Linked DNA regions of Salvelinus alpinus: region 2 is linked to region 1. A link is a contact called in public Hi-C data. All regions are on one chromosome and are shown on one strand. Each heading gives the region's core, a stretch centred on a gene start, on an enhancer-like site or on the middle of the called end of the contact. The rest is flanking DNA. Distances are from core to core; before and after follow the strand shown. Region 1 holds the start of LOC139570228 (ATP-dependent RNA helicase DHX8). Region 2 holds the start of LOC139570229 (thyroid hormone receptor alpha-B).

Region 1 (3,891 bases), core at 871-3,370:
ATTTATATTTTAATACAGTTATCTCTGTTTCCATTTTAAGCATTCATTTAGCATTTAATTTATCCTTTGCTTGTTTAACAATTGAAAAGATATGGGCAACTTTGTATTTGTAGTCAACTTCGTTGTGAAGTTATTGGCGCTCACATAGAGACAGATAAACATCTTGATTCTTTGTTTAGCGCAGATCTTATTCCATCCCTTTACTTAGATTTGTGTGTATTAGGTAGTTGTTGTGGAATTGTTAGATTACTTGTTAATATTGCTGCACTGTTGGAACCATCAGCACATGCATTTCGTTACACTCGCAATAACATCTGCTAACCATGTGGATGTGACAAATAAAATTTGATTCGAAGTAGTACATCCAATCACAGATTTGAAGAATGACTACAATTAAGGTCAGGTAGTGTTGACCCCATTCAGAATGATAGAAAAAAAATGTGCGCATGAAACAGCTAACAAGGCAGAATCCTAATTTATGAGTCACTGAGGCTGCTATTGCATCTGATCAGCCTGGCAGGAATAGAGCTTACCCGCTGGATCATAGGCATCAGCCTATAAGGCACTTTAACGGCTAATATGCCCGCAAGGAGCTTTTCCCATGAAACAGCCTACAAGGCAGCATTGTGACTTATCAGCCTCTAAAGCTGCTATTGAGTCTGCTCAAGCTCTGAGGCTGAAAGCTAATCTAATCATCCTGCCAGGAATGGAGTTCTGTACATGTAAATATTACCCATAAAACAGGAAGTGCCCATTATAATTATGCACATATCAGTTATGCAAGCTCACAACCAGCAAAAAAGAACTAGCTAGCTTGCTAGCTACAGTAGCTAACTAACAAGACTAACGTTACCTAGCTAACTGCTAGCTCACAAGACTAGCTAGCTAAGTGAGCTTGCTTTGCAGCGCTGCTAGCAAGCTAGCTAACAAACAATCAGTGTAATATCAGTATACAGTTGACTTAATTATGAAAGATGCTAGCTATATAAAACATTTTACTCTATGCTTCAGCTTTCTGGATATGTTTGAACTTGGCTCGATAGCTCGTTGTTCCTTGCATGCAATTGGTTCTGGTCTTGGGGGCGGCACGCAGCCTTGGAGACAATGTTACCTGTCAGGCGCTGTTCAGGGCTTAAATGCTCCACGAGCGTCCAGCTCGGGAATGGTTTTAGCACCACCAGGCGACAAAATTGAAGAACTACACCACACATAGTAATTTCCGGCAGAATCGGAAATGGTGTCATACTCCATCATCAAAAAAGTAATAGCGGCATGGCAGCAGCACCAGCTATCCACACTAAGACTTCTGGTTATCGGATTTTGCATTCAAAATAAAAGTCCACGGTAAATCGCTATGCATATGATACAATATCAATATTTTTTTGCAGCTTTGCACAGAGCATAATGTTAAAATTATGTTTTTAAAAAGTATAACTACATGGGGGGGGGGGGGGGGGGAATTGTATTTTGGTTGTATTGCACAAACAACTTGCACTGTACAGGAAAAACAATATATTTTTTGTCCATAAAACCAGGGTCCAGTCTACTCACTAAAGTCCCTAGAATAGAAGAGTTTGAACAAAGAGTTAGGTCATAGGAAGTGTTGCAGGACGTTTACTGTGCTCTAACAACAAATCATTGTATATGCATTACACATGGGCTTATGATAATAAAAAAACGATTATAGGTGCCTCAGTAAAACTATTGTAGGGAATACTCAGTAGGGTCAGTAGAATCCATATATGGTGTCATTTCATGGGGCACTGAACGGAGTGTTGCTGGCTTTTTACTCCACCAAATCATGGAATACATTTAGCCTAATAGAGCAAAAATTATTTTAGGTGGCTATGTAAAAGTATTGTAGGGAATACAATATATTATTATATTTCATGCACAGTTATTTGCATTGGAGGCATTTATTTGACCTTGGGACATGTTTTAAAACCCACATTTAAATAAAATATCACTTAAATATGAGCAAATATGAATAATTGTTCATGTTCAGATAATTATTTTTCATATACAAATACAGGTTATTGACACTGTTATACTATTAGGCGGGGACCTTTATTTGGCACATTTCCAAACTTCAGTGACCCGGAAGTACTTCATTAGTGTTGCTGATGAGACACTTATCAAAAAAATGAATGCTGCTGTTTTCTTCTGAACACAAAACTGTCTCTTGGATAATGTCACACATCGGCGATAACGAGCTAGAACAACTGGAATACCTCTCGTTGGTATCCAAAGTGTGCACAGAACTCGACAACCATTTGGGGATAAGTGATAAAGATCTAGGTATGTAAAACTGAAAGTGAACTTTCAATATAATATTTGTTAGTTGGCAATACAATGGCTAACAGCTAGCGACGCGTTAGCTAGCAGCAACTCCAGATCATCTGTCCAGTCAGGTTGTTATCTGCCCGGGTAAACCAGCTAGTTAAACTAGCTAAAGATTTCACCAGCGTAGCTAAGTTGGGTAACTAACTAGTAAACCGTGGAGTTGAGTTTAGTCAGCTAAGGTTACTAACAACGATGCGAACTTTCACGCTGCCCCTAGTTGACATGCTATAGTAGCCATCTTAGCGAGCAAATCAAAGCTACACTCGAAATGTTTAGGACAAGTTAACGTTACTTGGCTAATGTGGTTATTTTCTTTGCTGTTTTACAGCTGAGTTTGTCATCAGCCTTGCTGAAAAACAACCAACATTTGATGGCTTCAAATCACTTCTGCTGAAAAATGGAGCAGAATTCACAGTAAGTACAGACTTCCTATCTACTGCGATACAACAGTACTGTCGCTATCTAGAGCAGGTGTCTCCAACCTTTTCTAGAATGAGAGGTACTCATTTTTTTTTCTCCAGCTTTCAAATCGACACATTCTTCTCTCCCCTGGTCCTTAGTGCACTACTTTCTCTTGTACACTATGTTTTCTGTCAATATACCTGATAAATGAATGGTTAATAAACAACTCTAAGGGCGGCTCTATAAAATCTGTGATTTTTTTTTTTTTATCTCAAAAGTACAATTGAGAATCAAGAAAATGTAATGTTCTGAGTCCATGTCAATGCTTAAATAATGTTTTAGGTCTGATTTTTATTTGTAATTCCCCTTTAATTGAGCATCTGGCCCTTTAATTGTGCATCTAGCAAGTAAGGAATGTGCCATCTGTGCCGGTCTAGTGATGGTTCTGTAGAGCTGCTGCTCATTTCATGGAAAAGTTTGCAAATAACAAGAAATACATACAAACAATATGCTTACTCATGATATACTTCTGCCATACAAATTATATGCACTTCCGTTCAAAAGTTTGGGGTCACTTAGAAATGTCCTTGTTTTTTAAAGAAAAGCAAAAAAATGGTGTCCATTAAAATAATATCAAATTGATCAGAAATTCAGTGTAGACATTGTTAATGTTATAAATGACTATTGTAGCTGGAAACAGCTGATTTTTAATGGAATATCTACATAGGCGTACAGCGGCCCATTATCAGCAACCATCACTCCTGTGTTCCAATGGCACGTTGTTAGCTAGATATTCCATTAAAAATCAGCTGGTTCCAGCTACGATAGTCATTTACAACATTAACAATGTCTACACTGTCTTTCTGAACAATCTGATGTTATTTTAATGGACAGAAAATGTGCTTTTCTTTCAAAAACGAGGACATTTCTAAGTGACCCCAAACTTTTGAACGGTAGTATACATCTGCCAGGTAAGCCGACTTTGCAGTTAAGAGTTAATTGACAAGACTTTGGGGAAAGTATTTCTGTCAACCCACATCAACTGGCTACACACAGAGTGAGAGACAAGCGCATGCACCACACAGACAGACAGGGGCAAAATTGCTGGATATTAATTGGTAGATATTGTGTTAGATTTAGCTTTTT
Region 2 (3,891 bases), core at 563-3,062, 200 kb before region 1:
GGTTATGGATGACATTGCGCAGTGGCTGGTGTCAAAATATAGATAACTCAGAATGAAAAGATCTCCAATTGAATATCAAGGGGGATTGAACAACAGTTGGGTGCTCTAGTCATTGACTGCTGCTTTGTTTACATGTCTTTTGAACACACGATGGAAGCTAAAATAATTACTATCTGCCCTTTCGGCACTCTAGTCCTCCACTCTGCCCCTTCAATCACCTACACACACGCACACGGACACGGACACGCACACACACAAATTCGATCAGACTGTCAGTGGATGAGCCTGTGGTGGACTAGCTGCTTTATTCCGGGGAAAAACACTGTTGCTCAGTGTGATCAAACGGAAATGTGTAGGGTGCTGCCATCAAAGACAGCAACTCCCCATATCAAACCTCACAGATCCCATCTGCTGTACATCAGTCAGGCACACGCCATGTTGACCAAGGGTTTAGCAAAGAAGAATCAATCTTTATTCCCTCACACAGGTGATTTCAATCGATAGTTGATTCCATCCAAAGTACATGTCACACGTGCTAGCATTAACTGTTCTGAAAACATATCCAAAGACACTTTATAGTGTGTTTGTCTCTAAACATATTTGTCTGGAAGATTAGATGATGTGACTGGTGTTTGACTGAACCGAGCCAGTAAGCATACATTCTGCTCAGCCATGTCCATGCAGCTCTCAGATGAGATGGAAATGGATGAAATAGACCGAATTTTTCTGAATCATCGTTGATGCCTTGGAAGCATATATCATCATGCCTCATGATTTCTCAAACCCTGTGCCATTTAATGTGTGAGCTCTCTCTAATAGCAGAAATAGCATAATTCTTATATATGAGCTCTTACCACCTAGGAAAGGATCCATATGCTATTGATGGAAATATCTGTCAGTCATGATAGAAATCTTAGTGCTGTGTTTAATGGGAAAAAGAGGGGGATTATTTAGACCGAATGGAAGCAAAAGTTGTCATGTTTTAGTATGTCACCTTAATATAAAGCAATGGACAGTTTTGGAATTATCATCATTGGGGTCATGGTAAAATACATATTTTGGAAGTTATTAAATCAAATCCTTATATAAGCTAGCCAGTTTGTTGTCTCTAGGCAGTAACACATGGAGCTCTTCCTACTGATACAATATGACAGAAAATGCAATCCACTCCCATATTGCTCTTGGATAAGACCCACATTTCTGCTTTTCAGACAGGCTTTCTCGCATTATTAATAACAATTTCCCATCTGCTATCTGTAGAGTATTTAACATTGCCCAAGTGTTGAGCCCTGTCTCCAAGTCCTCCCTCAGCGTTCGGTCCAAAATATTTTCAGTCAGATTTTCAGGGTCGACACAAAACTCCTGTAGACTATAGAAAACCTTCAAGGTGTATCATTATAAGCAGACAATAAGCACGGCATGTGATAAGAATTTTTTATTTTATTAATAGCCTCATATTTTCATCTCATAGGCTAATTTATTTGAGCGTATTTAATAGTTTGATTGAAAATGGTTTTGTCTTATTGAGAAAAGCTTATGGTCCTCACCTAACCTCATCTCCCACCGGGTAAGGCAAGTCAGGTACTAGAGGTCTTTCATTCTTCTTTGTGAAGGGAGGAGCTGGACCGTGTCCTCGGCGAACCTAGCCTATATGAGGACGAGAATAACGCACCACGCCAGACTCGTATCAGTGTGAATGCCAGGGGATGCTCAACATCTCCACACTAGGCTACATTAATTCTCATGGTCTCACATTCAAAGCGAATATTGCTACTTTTAAAGTCGTTTAAAAAAAATCAGAGGTAGATGTGTTTGTACTTTACAGTGTTAGTCCTGTAGAGAGTGGTAGTCCTGTAGAGAGCGGTAGATAGCCAGTTTTATTAAATTGTTTTATGCGGGCCCAGAGCTTTGCATTGGCCCAGAGCAGTGTGCGCCCCATACTGTACATATGCGGAGGGAGGAGCAATAGTATATCTCTTGATTCCATTTCCCTGTCGTGGCAGCGTACCGAAACGTTACTGGAGCACATTTTTACACACACCTCATGGGGAATCCCAAATAACGAGCACCTTGTGACTTTGTTTAAGTGCAAATTAGGAACCGCACGAGACGTTTTGACGGCAAGCGGCGCTTTGCAGAGGATTTTTTTTTAAATAGAAAAGCCCGGTACTGTGCAGTTGCATACCCTACCACTCCACTTGCGCTTTATACGGGGAGGCTTTGACTTTTTCATCCTCGTTTCAGTCTCAAAACAACCGTATTCCTGTCCAAAACAGTAGAAGAACCTGACGGTGAGTCTCATTGGCACATATTTACTTTCAAACGTGTTCTACCCACCTTGCATGTCGGATTTGTGCGTATTTGTCTGTCCAAGCTAGCCCCAGTAGCTGCATGGTTTGACAGATCAGCAGCGTTATGTAGGCTACAGTATAGCTTCACCTTGGCCTCCTACAGTTTGCTTGCTAAAATATAATTCGCCGCAATTGTTGTTGTACTGTTGTTGTAGTGTTTATTTAATTTATTGTCTGATGTAGTTGTCGATGCAGATAGTCAGTGTACAATGTGTTCACGTAATCAACTGAGGGGCCTAACTTGTATTTATTAATTTATGATACTACACACACACACACACACACACACACACACACACACACACACACACACACACACACACACACACACACACACACACACACACACACGTATATACACGCATCTGTCTATTATTGTGCAGGTTATGTTGTGTGGCCTTGTGTGTAGGAGGTAAAAATATTATTTTAGCAAGTAAGTGTCATATTGTTCAAATCTGGTGCAGGTATGTTTGTAGCACAGTTGCAGCAAATACTTTGGATAACTGCCAACTTCTAAGGGTTACAGTACAAATTACACATCACATTTGCAATGATACCGCAGAATGAAACTGATAATTCTGGGCCTATAGCTCCATGAATATTGATTTCTGACTGTCATAGGGCATGATAATACTAACAATATGGGCCTGGAAAATATCATGGAACACTTGTTTGGGAAATTCCCAAGTTACTGTGTAATGTCAATAGCTTGGTACAATGTTACTTACTATTCTATTACAATAAATGTGTCTATTTTCTTAGCGCTGTCATGCAGTTATGTATATTTAAATGTTGCCTGGCTATCCAAACTCCAAATGCAACACCACGCCCATGGACATTAAAGTTTCTTCTCCGCAATCAGTCAATAGTGTACAACTGCAGCCCGCAATTCGAGGCGTTCCTGCATGTGGTCATTCCTGGATCTGCAGGAACGCCCCCCCTCGAGCAAATCCATTATAGACCATCTGATTGGTTCCAGAAACGGATGGGTTGGGCCAGACCCAGAACACACATGGGTAAAGCGGCGTTTTGAAAATGTGTCATTGGCTTTGATACTCTGATTGGTTAGAAATGATCCAATCACTGATGGCTTTTTTTTTGCACACATGGGGACCATTTTTAGTAGCCTAGGGCCCAGGACAAATGTGGCCTTTAATAAATGCATTTCATGCAATTATACATCATTGTGTATGACTGGATACTTTTGTAATACCGCACAAATGATCGAAATGACAGGCTACTTTGACACTGACCAACTGAGAATCTGAGATCAATAAAAACAACCTTGTCTTGAATCCATCAATAGACTAGGCCTAGGTGTGTGGAGACACACATATTGTACAATATGACAAGAAAATTATAGTCCTAAAAAAGCTTTTCAGTTTCACTGACTCACCCAATAATGCACAGCTCACTATGCGCTCGTGCCAAAGCCTACTTCTCTCTTGTTTTACTTAAAACAATGTTTGCTCAATAGGCCTATTTGGAAGTTGATTAAATATTAAGGTAGCTTAAAGCAGACAGATTAGAGTCTTCTCTC

Evidence for each region. Hi-C and Micro-C count contacts between places; a contact is called where the count stands out from the background.
Region 2: a Hi-C map of muscle shows a contact between it and region 1, with 20 times the contacts expected there. The contact joins the promoter of LOC139570229 here to the promoter of LOC139570228 in region 1. A contact is called at or near these places in 2 of 3 Hi-C or Micro-C datasets (muscle and red muscle).

Annotation. Positions count from the first base shown.
Region 1 is chr3:20,714,269-20,718,159 of SLU_Salpinus.1, reverse strand. It overlaps LOC139570228 (ATP-dependent RNA helicase DHX8), which reads left to right and starts at 2,120. Exons shown (of 22, transcript XM_071391924.1): 1 at 2,120-2,298; 2 at 2,672-2,757. The coding sequence starts at 2,148.
Region 2 is chr3:20,912,100-20,915,990 of SLU_Salpinus.1, reverse strand. LOC139570229 (thyroid hormone receptor alpha-B) reads left to right here and starts at 1,812. Exons shown (of 12, transcript XM_071391930.1): 1 at 1,812-2,291.